Regions from separate parts of the Mus musculus genome. Here all the other regions are linked to region 2. Evidence: chromatin contacts called from public ChIA-PET and promoter capture Hi-C data. All regions are on one chromosome and are shown on one strand. The core of a region is the stretch at or near the end of the contact, and the rest is flanking DNA. Distances in the headings are between cores, read along the strand shown.

What was found. Promoter capture Hi-C pulls out the DNA fragments that hold promoters and counts their contacts. ChIA-PET counts read pairs in DNA pulled down with a chosen protein or histone mark.
Region 1: a promoter capture Hi-C map of pre-B cells shows a contact between it and region 2, with 2.4 times the contacts expected there. The contact joins the promoter of Tmem104 here to the promoter of Sap30bp in region 2. A contact is called at or near these places in 2 of 39 promoter capture datasets (cranial neural crest and pre-B cells).
Region 3: an RNA polymerase II ChIA-PET map of memory CD8 T cells shows a contact between it and region 2, with 7 read pairs. The contact joins the promoter of Slc9a3r1 here to the promoter of Sap30bp in region 2. A contact is called at or near these places in 1 of 39 promoter capture datasets (pre-B cells), 1 of 115 datasets of contacts at active chromatin or transcription factors (memory CD8 T cells) and 1 of 9 other capture datasets (adipose tissue).

Annotation. Positions count from the first base shown.
Region 1 is chr11:115,185,911-115,190,752 of GRCm38.p6, reverse strand. It overlaps Tmem104 (transmembrane protein 104), which reads right to left and starts at 3,266. Exons shown (of 10, transcript NM_001033393.2): 1 at 3,155-3,266; 2 at 2,431-2,543. The coding sequence starts at 2,475. Nat9 (N-acetyltransferase 9 (GCN5-related, putative)) reads left to right here and starts at 3,354. Exons shown (of 7, transcript NM_025400.4): 1 at 3,354-3,634; 2 at 3,916-4,004. The coding sequence starts at 3,928.
Region 2 is chr11:115,931,005-115,935,834 of GRCm38.p6, reverse strand. It overlaps Sap30bp (SAP30 binding protein), which reads right to left and starts at 2,176. Exons shown (of 11, transcript NM_020483.3): 1 at 2,054-2,176; 2 at 360-469. The coding sequence starts at 2,159. It overlaps Recql5 (RecQ protein-like 5), which reads left to right and starts at 2,343. Exons shown (of 19, transcript NM_130454.2): 1 at 2,343-3,046. The coding sequence starts at 2,917.
Region 3 is chr11:115,162,072-115,166,436 of GRCm38.p6, reverse strand. It overlaps Slc9a3r1 (solute carrier family 9 (sodium/hydrogen exchanger), member 3 regulator 1), which reads right to left and starts at 3,096. Exons shown (of 6, transcript NM_012030.2): 1 at 2,486-3,096. The coding sequence starts at 2,911. Rab37 (RAB37, member RAS oncogene family) reads right to left here. Exons shown (of 9, transcript NM_021411.4): 9 at 4,197-4,365.

The DNA.
Region 1 (4,842 bases), core at 2,017-4,516, 750 kb after region 2:
GAAAGAAACCCTAAGGTCATTCAGAAGATGCAATGGTAGTAGGAAGAAGCACAAGACGTGAGGGTGTGGATGGCCACAAGGAAACAACATCTTTCAGACACAGTGAGGTAATCGCCAGTAAACTCACAGTGACCATGACAAAGGCCACGCACAAGACCTGTGCAAGCCCAAGCCAGACCAAGTCCCAGCAGAAAGGGGGAAGGAGGGTGTGAAGCCAAGTGAATATTCGGAATTGAAAGCTGCTGAGAGAGAGAGAGAGAGAGAGAGAGAGAGAGAGAGAGAGAGACAGAGACAGAGACAGAGTGAGTCAGCAGCCCCTGGTAAGTGACCCAAGCTCCAGTAGGAGGCCTCCTGTAGAGTCTATTAGCAGTACAACTGAACTTGATGGCCTTTGGTTTTGCTTTTGTTCTAAAGGGACACAAAGCTGAGTGGGTAGGGAAGTGGATCTGGGAGGTCCCGGGAGAAGAGGTCAGCATGTCCAAAGCACACTGCACAAAATCCCCAAGAAACTAATTAAATAGAGCCTTAGGACCTGAAGAGATGGCTCAGGGATTGACACCACTTGTTGCTCTTGCAGAGGACCCTGGTTCAGTTTACAGCACCCACATGGTGGTTTAAAACCAGATATAGCTCCAGTTCTAGGGGATATGACGCCCCTTCTGGCCTCTGAGGGCACTGCATGCATATGATATATACATGTATATGTATATATATGTACATATATGTATATAGACACACCTATGCATTTGAGTATAAATGTATATATATATATATACACACACATATGCATGCTTATATACACATATACACATATATATGAATTCCATACATTTGTACACACAAAAATTAAATATTTAAAAGAAAACAAAGACCTATAAGAAGAAGAGGGCTGCTTTCCTCAGAACCCTGACCACCACCTGATTAACACCCCCCTGTCGCCACCAGCACCCATCTTTCTCATCTCTCTTCCTTCACAATTAAGATAAAAACAAAATCACAGTGCTTGTTTATGGCAAAGTGCAAAGACCCCAGATAAAGCACACAGAAGATGGGAAGGAGAAAAGGGGGAGGTGTGTGAAGCGGAGCTCCTGAGGCACACAGGCCTAACTGTCCAGGCGGCTGTGGCATCACAAGGTGGCCTGAGTGGATGATTACATGGTGAAGGCACAAGGAATGGGGACATAAGGTACTTTCTTTCTAAAACACAGTCACAGCAATAACTCACTTCCTCGTCTCCAAGTCTGTAGTGAGTGTCAGAAAAAGCAGGAACTGTGGCAACGTGTAGGGACAGTGCAGACATCTTCTTGCTGACAGGGGATTCTAAGAACTATCACATGATTGCATGGACAGGGTAACCATCCACTCCAGCACTTTCCCTGGTGAGCTGCAGCGGTGAAGTGTGCATGCGTGTGTGTGTGTCTGTGTGTGTGTCTGTGTGTGTCTGTGTGTGCTCTGTGGCTGCCTATGAACAGCAGGGCACTGCTGAGACTAGAAAAATCCTAAAAAGGCGGCTTGTGGAGAAGAGCCGCTTTTCCTGGTGACAGCAGGTACCAATGTGAGTCAACCCAGGTAACTCACGATTACCTCCAACGACTTACCCAGTGAAGGCCCCGTGATGCAATAACCACATAACCACAACCAACTGGATACAGCACCGAGAGAAGATAAACTGAGTGTGTGTGGGGGGAGTGCAGGGGCCACGGAGCCGAGACAGAGGGGAATCAATCGCTCTAATTGTCATAATTGCATGCTCTACCAAACTGCAATTGGGAGACTCTGCAGTTCACCACCTCTTTCAACATCCAAGACCACAAGAGTTGTGCAATTTAGAATTTAGCGAAGGAAGAAAGAGGCTGCTGACTACTGAGAGGAACACAACTCCATGGCGACAGCTGTTGGTGACTGCCCAGCTGACTGGCAGAACTGTGTGTCATCTGTGGGAGTCCTGAGATAGATATTATGGGAGACTAGCAAGTTAACTACTATTTGGCTTGATGCTCTCTGATAGGTGTCTAAAAGGAGAACTGGCCTGGAGAAACAGCTCAGCAGTTAAGAGTACCTGCTGCTCCTGCAGAGGACCCGAGTTCACTTCCAGCACTTACACTGAGCAGCATCCAACCATCGACAACTAACTCCAGGGCATCTGGTGCCCTCTTTTGGATTTGACAGGCATGCACATATCCATACGTAGACACATCATTTAAAATAAAAGCTTTAAAAAATTATAAACAAATGAGGAACGAGCCTGATATATAGAGTCTAGCTAAGACAGCTGAACCTGACTGGAGCTATGTGGAGTTTCCGTTGTGTTTTTCACCAGGGTCTATTTAAACCAGGGCCATAATTAGTATAGTCCACAGATAGCAGTGGGCTTCTCTAGAAACCAGGAGCATGGTGGTGAGCAGAACACATTTATGGAGAAGAACTCACATAAGGAGAATAGAGCTCTCCGGTCTCTGTGATCTCGCCTGCCATCTCCAGAGAGTGAGGAAGGGCTGGCCCAAGAGGTTACTTCTATGCAGTGGCAGCAGCAGCCGCAGCTCCTAAGACAAAAGAGTAGACTTTAGTTCTCTAACTGCAGAGATGAGACTGGGGGTGGGGGGTTTGCAGTCTGCCGCTTTCACCTGTAGCCCTTTTAACTCAGACACTTTGGTCTCCCTATCTGCCATGAGACAGCCTTGGTGGGACGCGGCTTCCTGGACCATGTCTTCTAACTTGATTTGCTATGCAAGGCACTTCTCGGTGCCTGGATGCTGCTCACACTCCAAGTGACTGAAGGGGCTTTCCGGGCCTCTAAGCCTCACTAACCATCACAGCCCCCTTTACCCTAAAGTGCTTACGTCCGTTTCATTATCTATGAGCTCACTACTACACAGGACAGCCCACACAGCTGTCTGCTTCTCCGCCCACAGCGGGAGTCAGCTTTTCCAAGGTCGCCCCTCCATCCTAACTCCTTGTCCCAAAGCCTCTTCTTTTAAATGGGGCCTCGCGCACCGACACCTGCCTTTTGCTTTGCCTTAGGGTTTCCCACCCTTAAGCCTCCCCTCTCTTCTCCAGAGCCGGTCCCTCAGTCTCCCCTTCCCCTCCCTTCCAGGTGAAACTCTAAAATTCACATCCATCTTCACCCTGTCCTGCCCTCCTGCCCGTCCCAGACCTGCAGCACAGCTAGCTTCCAGGCACAGTGGCCACCGCCTCCAGCTCTGCAGCTGCCACCCGGCACCAGCGGCCCCGCACCAGCGCCCGCTACGCGCACGCGCACGCTTCCCAGTCCCCCGTCCAAGCGAGCGCGTGGGGAGGGGCGCAGTGCGTTGATTGGATGCCTCGCGGGGGCGGGGCCGGGATTGGGCTTTGCGGCTGCCGTCTGCCTGGCGGAAGCGGACAGCAAGCCCCTCTACGCGCATGCGGAAAGCCTGTTTCTCCGGGACAGACGCTGACGCCTGTCGTTGGGGACGCCTTCCTCGGCAGGGGGTGGTTGTGAGCTTTGCAGTTTGCAAACTACAGCGCTTAGACGGCCGAGGAACCACGCAAAGGGCTGAGGCCTGAGAACTTTGAGTGGGGCTTGGGGACAGGAAAACGGAAGGGCCAGAGCCGAGTGACGTGGACTCTGGACGCTGGAGGCTAGGGTTGGAAACAGGTTAAAAAAAGGATTAACAGGTCATTTGGGGGTGGACGGGCATGTTGTGTAGGAATGGGCTGGAAACCGAGCCAGAACTTGGCCCCTGGGTGAGAGCCCAGATGTATTGACCACTTCGGCTCTTTCTCTTACAAGAGTTTTAGAATCCCCGTTCTTTCACGTAGTTGTGAGGGGAAGGCAGGACGCTCTTCTGTCAACATAGCTCCACTGCTACAGAAAGAGTTCCACCCTGCGTGGGAAGACACTATGGGGGCTCTGAAGTCTTTAACTCTCCCCACTAGTAGGCAGCTACAATGAAGCTGAATCAGAACACCATGCTAGTGGGCAAGAAGGTGGTCCTGGTACCCTACACCTCCGAGCATGTGCCCAGGTAACTAACTCATTACCCGACTGGTTGTAGCGTGGAGGGCAATTGGAAACAGGGTGCCTTAATCTAGGAGCCTGTCTTGTTTAACAAACGTCACTTGTGTGGTGCTGTACACCTTTGATTCTGGCCCAACACTTGGGAGACAGAGGCAGGTCCATCTCTTCCGTGAGATTGAGGCTAGCCTGGGCAATATAATAAGTTCCAGGCCAGCTAGGGATACTTAATGAGACTGTGACTCAAAGTGGGGGGTTGGGGGTGGGAATTACATGCAGGAGGAATAAAGCTGAAGTGGAGGGCTCATTTTTCATTTATTTTCCTTGTCATCCATCTCTCTGCTTTCTTTTTGGCTTTTCAATGAGGGATTACATCATCTAGATGTGTGTGTAACAAAAAAACAAAGCCATGTCTTCTTCCCTCGTTCTAAATTACTTATGGCGTTCCCTGGTATCCTCTGGAGACTTAACGTGTGCTTGTCCCAGATGTTGAATTCATTATTTTGATGCCTACTGTTTAAAGGCCAGAAGTGAGATTCAGGGACTCTTTGTGAGGTTAGTTGGCAAACATCTGACAGATTGAGAAGCTGGCTCTGTAGGGGACAATAGTTTTGCATTGGGGAGATCTGTCACCCTGCCTTGTAGAGGTCTCCTCAGCCCTCTTTGCTGGGCTGGACTGGCATACCCTTACCCTCAGGAACTGGGGGAGTGTTTGGTTTTATATTACCTGGGTGGGAAGCTGGGCCCCTAGAGCTACCCTCTCTGCTGCTGCCTGAGAAAAGAACCTACCTTTCCTGCCTACCCATACCCACTTCACCTCAGAAAGCACAAACTCAGACTTTTTGTGG
Region 2 (4,830 bases), core at 927-3,426:
GGGGTAAAAGGTTTGCCATCAGTTTGGGCTTCATAAGACCCCATCTCAAAAATGCAAAACAAAAGACCTCCTTCCAAAAGCTCAATTCAAAAGCTAATACAATGTGGTCCAGGTGAAAAAAAAAAAAAAAAAAACGACTTAACTTTCAAAAAGAGCTAATACCACCCAACCAATTCAACTTTTTTCTTCTTTCTGTGGTGCTGGGGATCAAGTCCTTGACATGCTTAGGCAAAGCCCTCTCCCATGAGCTACATCCTCAACGGGTACCAACTGATTCCAAACCAAAAGGGAAAAGGGACAGAGTTGACCATGGAATGGAAGAGTGTTTCAAGAGCTCTGGGTCTGGAAGATTTACCCACCGACTGCTTACTGTTCTCGTCCTCCTCTTCTTCATAACCATCCTCATCACCCCCTGGGCGAGAGAAGTCATCTTCTCCATAGGCGTCAGATACCAAACCACCTTTCTCCTCTGAAAGAGGAGAGAGAGGGGAGAGGGGGAGAGAGAGGGAGAAGGAGAGAGAGGGGGAGAGGGGAGAAATGTAAAAATGTTTCTGAAAATTGAATGGCCAAGATTATTTCTGAAGATAAAAAGGGAACCTAAGTCTCAAGTAAGTGGCTATAGGCCCAGATTGAATTTGTACTTAGGAAGAACAATTTAATACCAGGGGTTGGGGTTGGGAATTTAGCTCAGTGGTAGAGCTCTGGGTTCTGTCCTCAGCCTGGAGGTTGGGGGGGAGGAAGAAAAAAAAAGGAAAGAAAGAAAAAGAAAAGACCAGGGGTTGTGCCAGGAATGGCGGTGCACACCTTTGAACCGAGCACTTGGGAGGCAGAGGCAGGAGGATCTCTGAGTTCTAGATCAGCCTGAGTTCCAGGACAGTCAGGACTAGAGGGAGATCCTGTCTCAAAACAAACAAAAACAGGGGTATTGGAAGATGACTCTTATACGAGTGCATAATGTACAGGGTTTGGTGTCCCATGCTTTTAATTCAAGCTCTCTGGAGACAGGGCCAGGCAGATCTCTGTAAGTTTGACAGTTCAGTTTCCAGTACCCACATCAGGCAGCTCACAAATGCCAGTTTCAGAAGAGCTGATGCCTCTCTCTGTCCACCATGGGCAGAACTCACATGCAAGGCCCACTCCATATGTACAGATGTATATGAAAAGAAAATCAAGCATTAAATTCATGTTCTAATATTTTCAGGACAGGCTGGGGAAGTAACAAAGTAGTGGGATGCTTTCCTAAGAGTGTAAGGCCCTGGGTTTGGTTCCCAGCAGTTCCAAAGGTTGGGGAACTATTACATGCTGTTGGCCTATTAGGGCAGTTAAAGTCTTCTCCTCTTTGAACCAGCCCAACAGGTCGTTTAAACTCCTGTTTTGACATACCACACACATCTCTATCTTGTTTCATGTGCAACCTCAAAAACGCCTTCTATGCACAAGACTGTCTTCCTCATTGTTTTGCCCCTACTTTGCAGATAAGAAGACCCAAAGCTCTGGTATATCAGGTAATTTGCTTCCTTCAAGAAATCTGTTCCCTCTATGCTTCGCAGTCTGAGGGCAACCGATAGGCTTTTAAAACTCACCAAACAACAGAATCACCCTACCGCCTTAAAAGGCTTGTCTAGCATATTCTATGAAAAAGCCCAGAATTATGCACTTAGGAGAGATGCATTTTTAAAAACTCTAGGGCAGACTTAGAAACGATTCCTTAAAAGTTACCAACTTAACGAAACACAAGTTTTACTATCCTCCAGGTACATTTCACTCCTCTCTTCCCCATCAAACAACGAGACAGTGATGTCTCGACAGATGCGTACCCCCCTTGGTCCACCCTCTGGCCAGCATGACGCCTTGCGTAGAGGATCGCAGAAAGAGAGATCACTCGTACTGTAGTAGAGGTTCTAATGCTCTGTCTGACCTAGGACATCCACTGCGCTTTGGGGTTCCAAGACCCGATACCTGGAGCACAAAGAGCATCTTCTCCCCATGCCCCGCTAGAGAGGTAGCATTTGGTAACCATAACAGACCCTCCCCTTTCCAGCTCAAGTCTCACCAGTCGCTCCGCCTACAGCGTCGACTCCAGTTTCGCCATCAGATTCAGGGTCTGAATATTCCGCATAAATTGCAAGAGACGACAAAACATTTTTCTTCCCCGCCATCTTACTCCCACAGCGCGGTGTGGCTCAGGCCTATGACTCATAAGCCAATTTAGGGGCGAGAAAACCAACTTCTTCCGGATCCCAGGAGACTCCGCGCCCGAATGACAACCAATCAAAAGGGCTGTGTCTGGGCATGGCTCCGCCCCCATGCTCAGCTCTTGGAAACGTCATCAGCACGGGACGGAAGTAAGGTCTTGCGGCTTCTACTTCGCTGACTTCTCGGGCGGTTTGGCTTCTGAGTTCGAGTTAGGGAGTAGTGTTCTTTGGAAAGCTGCAGAGCCAACCGAAAAGAGCCTGGGGTCTGACATCTTGGAGAGCATTTGTCTGGCAAAGGGCGAGAGCTGTTGACTTGGGGGCTCAGAGGAGGAACGGGGGGTCGGCGTCCTTGATGAATGGTATCTATGGCTTCGCTTCTAGAACAAGGACCCTAGAAAAAGGATTCCAAGTTCTCTGGTCGACTTTGAAGACGTTTGTGGGCTTTGTTGTGGTCCGATTTGTAGCTCTGTCCACCTGACCTGGAAAGTTCATTGTTTTTATTTTTATTAAAGGGAGAAGTAATGTTAATCCCTCAGGAATGTATTGCGTGAAGCAATTCAGCCTTCACTTTTACTGCTGGGGAATGAGATATTTAAGTGTAACATAGCAGCTTACTCGGCAGGAGAAACATAGGCTATATTTTAACGTGGAGCAGAGGGTTTTTTCGGGATTGCCTTTGCCCACCTTTGCGTTAACCTTTTGGCTGCTGCTTTTTGCAAAGATGAGCGCCCGTCCTTTCTCCACTCCCTTCGACCGGGAGCGGCGAGTCCGGAGCACCCTGAAGAAAGTCTTTGGGTTTGATTCTTTTAAAACACCTTTACAAGAGAGTGCGACCATGGCTGTAGTGAAAGGTAACATACCAAGCTACCTGTTTTGCAGACTGCTGGCGGTACCGTAGTAGCTCTGTGGCACAACACCCTCTTAACTTCCTACCTCCTCACCCTTTGGAAATCTTTGAAAACCACTGGTTTGGAATTCTTTCGTGACCAAAGCTAGTGGGTATTTGCTGGGAATCTATTTGTTTATTGATGGTCTATGTAGCCCTGGCCGGCCTGGAATTCTCTATATACATCAAGTTGGCCTCAAATTTGAGCCGGTCCTTCTGCCTCTGGATTATTAAGTACTGGTATTACAGGTGTGGGCTATCATAACCTACAAATTTTGGACAGAACCACTCACACTTCTGGTTTTTTCATAGCCAGACTGACAGTCTGTCTTTGACTTCTGTTCCTAGATTCCCATTCTTGTCCCTGTGCAAGTAGTAGCAAAAGTGGCAGTAGTGCTTAATCTTGTCAGTGACCTAGGTAATCATTTCCTTGAAGAGCGAGTAGCTTGAGTTCCAGGTAGAAAAGGAGAGACTAATAACACTGTAAGCTGGAGATAGCTTGTCCAGATGGGAGCAGCAGTGCCACCAACAGACTTATTAACAGAGGACTGAATGATTAGCCTTGCATATCTACCCCGGTGTAACCAGTACTCTGCTTCCCTGGATGTGTCTAATCCAAATAGTCATATCCTAGTGGCTCAAGACTACTCAAGCCTTGTTTTGATTTGTTTTTTTAAAAACAGGTTCTCACCATGCAGCTTTGGCTTCTTAGATAGCTCAGAACTAGCTATGTAGACCAGGCTGGCCTCAAATTTCCAGAGATCTGTCTTCCTCTACCTATACCCCCCCCCCCAATACTTTCTTACTTTTTGGTTTTTTTGAAATGCAGTTTCTCTCTGTAGCCTTGGCTGTGCCGGAATTCACTTTATAAACCAGGCTGGCCTGGAACTCAGAGATTCTTCTGCCTCTGCCTCCTGAGTGATGGCATTAAAGGCGTGTGCCACAACACCCAATGAATGCTCTGTTTAGAACTTTTTGTTTGTTTTGCTTTTACTACCTTTATTTAAGTATTGGTAAGGACCAACGGTGAAAGACTCCCAGACTCAATTTAGATTGTAATTAGCCAAATTTAGTAAAGCTGTTGGCAGGGCCACAGTCTCTAACCCAAATCAGAGACATGCTTCACAGAGGTGGGTGAAGAAAGGCTTTTAAAGGCAAAATCCCCAAAAGCTGCCAAGATTAGATAGTCAAGGTGACCTCTAAATAGTCCTTGAATATCTGCATAAGCAAGTTACAGAAGCCACAAACTGCAGCTAGTCACAGCATAACAGGCAGATGGTCACAGCTGCACGTTTCTGAGCAGAGTCAGGGAGTCAAGGTTGATGGAAACTTATCTTCTAGAAACGTGAGTCAGAGACAGATGGGTACCTAGCACAAAATGGAGTTTCTTTAGCCATCACAGTATCACTGTTAGAAGCAGTTTCTCTGAATGTCTAGGTCTCCCAAGGCCCTTTGCATAGGAAGAGTGGGGAAGGGAATACATGGAAACAAACGTTATACCAAGACACTCCTGTGAATGTATGCTCTGCTAGGTGCTTTTCCTACATTCTCATTTGATTTACAACATCCAGGGCCAGGCTTGGCTAGACAGGCCTGTAATCCCAGCATTTGGAAGGCAGAGTCAGGAGGATCAAGCAAGTTCAAAGCCAGCTCAGTCAACAGCAAATTCCAAGCCAGCCACTGTTAAGTAGTGAAAATCCGTTTAGAGGGAAAAAAAAAGCCAGGCATGATGGCGCACGCCTTTGATCC
Region 3 (4,365 bases), core at 1,847-4,346, 770 kb after region 2:
GAGCTCTGGTCTCAAAACAAACCCACTACCCCTACAAAGCTCAAAGTCCCAGGTCTTAGTGAGGGATACTGTTTTTAGGAACAAGGTGGAGGCTCAAGATGACAGAGCATGCCCGTGACCCCAGCATTTGGGATGCAAAGGCAAGAGAACTTCTGTGAGTTGAGGACAACCTGGTCTACAGAGCAGCCAGAGGGCCACAATCAAACCCTGTTTCAGAGAAGAAACCTCTGTCTACCTCCTGGGCCTCAGCGGGCTCCCAGGGATGGCCACCAGTGTTCCAGGCTCCTGTCATCACCAGCCTTGCTTCCTCCTGGCCCACCATGACCAGCCAGTCTCTACAACAGCCTTCTCCTGCTCACACCTTTGAGATTAACAGAGCAGTTCCCACTCCGCAAACAAATACAGGCTGAACTGTCAGATCTCAGCTGGGTGCCTCATATTTAGAGGAAAGGGATTCCTTGGTGTTTGTTGGCACATTTTGCAATATTGGATGGGGTGTGGGAAAATGTTGCAGGCAAGGCCTCATATCATATGGCGACTCTATAGTAGAGAGAGACACTTAGGGGAACAAAGCTGAAGGGACTGGGGTTTTCATGGGCAACAGTGAACTAACGGGCCACAAGTGCTCCTTATTGTTTCCGTAACTACTGAGAAGACAGGCCACGCTGCCACTGCTCCTGTTTTAGAGATGGGGAAAATCAAATTCTGAAAATGATTGGCATGCCCCATGATGGTTCTAGACTCTCCTGGCCTGAGGGAGGATCTACACAAATTTAGGTGTCCCACTACCACCTAGGGATGCTGATTCTTTGTCCTCTCAGGAAGACAGATCTGCCAGCAGGCAGCCACAGACTTTTTAGATACAAAACATTCTGATACAGAGCCTTCCGCAGCAGCCTCGCCACTGCCCTCCAGCACCCAACAGTACAACCAGAGAGTGCAACTTGGTGTGTATGTGGAGTGAGGGGAGGCTGCTGGCTATCTGTGCTGGTGCTAAAGTCCAAAGGAAAGAATGGGAGGCGGGGGCGGGAGCGGAGGGGGTGGTGGTGGAAGGGTGGGGATGGGGGTGGGGGATGAATGGTGAATCAATGGACAGGGCACAAAGTTCAAATTGGGTTTGTGCCTAAGAGCAGAGGTCACCTGTTCCAACTTGCTGCCAGGGGCTCTACTACTGCTTACCGATGCCAATTTGGCACTGGCAGGAAGTGGGAACTTGGTGGCCCTGGCATTCCCAGAGTCAAACTCTGGCAGAACCGGGCTTCTGGTGACCTCACTTCCACCAAACCAGTTGGTACTCTCAGGCTCCGCCTTCAACCTTACGGGGCTGAACAGTGCCCTTTCCCTGTGGAGGGAGGATCTTCCTGGCTCCATGGATACCGCTGATCTACATGTGGCGGCGGTATCGATCAGGAAGAGAGAGCCAGTGCGTACTGAAGGGACCCTGCTCCCAGGGTCTGAGCCCTGAACCTGGCCTCCTTCCCTCCTTGTTTTCTAAGGGACAGGGAGGCTCTCAGCACAACTCCTGTTTTGCCAACTGCCCCTCCAGCAGCTGATCCAAACTGGGGTTGTTTGGGGGAAATACCAACCACTGGCAAAACCCAACCAGCCGGCTTACAATCGCTGGACAGAGAAGAGGAGACACCAGGGCGGGACCACCTGCGAGGGTCGGCTCTGCAGGACGCTGCCTGGCCTGTTCCTGCTCCCTCCCCCACCCATCTTTCTCCTTTTCCTCCTCTTCTAAGGTCCTCCCACCAGGCTCCCAGATACCAGCTAGCGAGCGCTTACTCCTCACATTCCAGAGGACCATAAATCCTCCGGGGTGGCAGAGCCACCACCCCCAAGACGCTTCTGCACCTCCTCCCGGCACCCCACCCCCACCCCTAGCTCCGAGACGTTGAGACTTCCTCTCTTTCTTAGAAGTCACTTTAGTCTTGAGAAGGATGAAGTCCAACCGGTGTGAGTTAATGATGCACAAACTAGAGGACCCAGGATGTGGGTAGGGCTGAAGGGGTCCTCCCAGGGACCCTTAGTTATTCAGCCTTTAAGCCACTTTGAGCTACCATCCACAGGGACTGAAGAGAAGAGAGTAGAAAGAGGGAGGGAGGGAGGGAGATGCGGGGGGTGGTGGGGAGAGCTCTTAGCTTAGCTGTAGGCAAGGATAACCCAGGAATGAGTCCGGGTTGTGGGGCGGAATCCAAGGAATGGGAGCAGAGAAGGGGACTGGGTTTCTTTGCGCCGTCTTCGCAAAGTTCAAGCAGTCAGGAGATGCAGGCGGCAAAGGAGCTCCGCTCCCCAGCCAGCCCGGACAGGGCGGTGGGGTCGCTGGTCGCACTCCGAAGCTCGCCTTAGAAACTGCGAAGGCTCCGGGACAGAGGGCAGAAGCCGTTTCCTCCTCGCTGCTCGAGTTTCAGAAAGTGCTTGGAAGTCCGGGGTGCCCGAGTCTCTCTAGAATCCTAGTCCTACACCAAGCCCAACCCGCACTTACCAAGTGGCTCTTTTCGGCCTCATTCTGGTCCCCAGCCTCATGAGTGTCGGCGGCCGCTGGAGGCTCGGCTTGTTCGGACTTCTCCTGGGGGCGCAGCAGCTCTTCCCGGATCGAGACGCCCAGCTTCTTGAGACGCTCGTCGGTCTCCGGGTCGACCACCAGCAGGCGCACGGCGTTCAGCGCTGCGCGGATGCGGCTCACCACCTGCTGATGCGTCTCCTTCTCCACATTCTCACCGTTCACCTCCACCAATCGGTCTCCAGCCAACAACCCCGACTTCTCGGCCGGCGAGCCAGGTTCTACCAGACGGATAAACTGGCCCACCTTGCCCTTCTCCCCGTGCAGGTGGAAGCCGTAGCCATTTGGACCCTTCTCCAGGCAGCAGAGCCGGGGCAGAGGCTCCCCGGCCGCTGCGTCCGCGCTCATCTTGTTCTGCGAAGGCTCAGCGCGGGTGCCGTCGGAGGCCGGGGACTCACGACCTTTCTCCCCGAGCCGCAGAGCTCGAGTTGGGAGCTGAGCACCGCACGGGGCACAGGGAACAGGTGTCCCGGGAACCGCGGTTGCGAACGCACAGGAAGGGAGCCGGCCAATCCCCGCCCTGCGCGGCGTCTGAGCGTTCCAGAACCCGCCCCAGCTCCTAAACCCGAGGGCGGGGCCGCGCGGTGGGTGTGGATCACAGTAGACCAATCAGAAATCACGAACCGGGCTCTTGCGCCAGGGTGAACAAATCTAACCAATCAGGAGAGTGGGGCGTGGCCTGCACTCGGCGCGGCACCCCGCAGCGGGAGAAGAAAAGAGAGCCCAGGAAGTGGAAGTGTTTGTTACCAAGTGCGGAGTTGGGCTGATCGGGCGGGGCCGAGGCCGGGGCTGGGGCGGGGTTCCAGGTACTGAGCCCAGAGGCCCCACGGGCTCCGCTCTGGTTTCCACGTTGTGGAGGGGGATTTAGAAGAGCTAGTCTCTGGGTAAAGGATTCTCAACGCTTTAACCGCCTTGAGCCAAAGCCTGTTGCATAGCTTGGCCCGAGAGAGGGGAGCGACAGTTGCTGGGGAAACCACCCCATGCTCCCCCACACTCACTCCTCCCCCTCCCCAGAGCCAACTTAAGAACCGGACGGATGTCTTCTGTAACACAGTAACACTGTAACAGGGTAACTGTAACAGAATAACTCCGGAGTAGAGTTGTTTAAATAACAAAGTTTCTTCTTGTGGAGCCGCCCCTCTATCCCTGGACATGCATATAGACAGAGGTTTGGGCTCTGATCCCTTCTAGAAACTTGTAGGGCTTGGTAGAGACTGAGGCTCCTTGCAGCCCACCTGGAAGACAGGCTGTCTGAGAACAGATAAATGAATAATAAATAAAGGGCTTAGTTTTGGCAGTAGCCTTTAGCCACGGAGAGAGGGCGGGTGAGACAGCTAGGTAGTCAATCTCAGGATTCACTTCAGAGGGAATGGAAGACTGGCTTTGTTCAACAGAAAAATGACTTGGATTGTGAGATAAGCATTCCAGCTCCCTCTTGCCAGCGCAGATGTGGCCACAGAGGCTGGGGGTGGGGGAGGGTAGTCAGTTAAGGGTAAGTTGAACCTATGAGGACGCCAATGGGTGAAGATGGAATGATTCGGACATTGGGTAACAGTTTCCCACAACGTGCCACGTAACAAACTCTCTAACACGATCCTCCTTCTGGGAATAAACAGAGGGGGAAAAACCGGTCAGAGTATATTTTCCAAAATACTGCAATTTAATTCTGGAAAAACAGAAATGCCAGAGGCCCAGAGCTATGTATGTGACTAGAGCTCCAGCAATCAGCTCAGAGCCCCAGAAGAGAACCCGGAGCCCAGGCTCCTCCCTGATCTTCCTATGAGAGGTCACAGAGAGTTTCC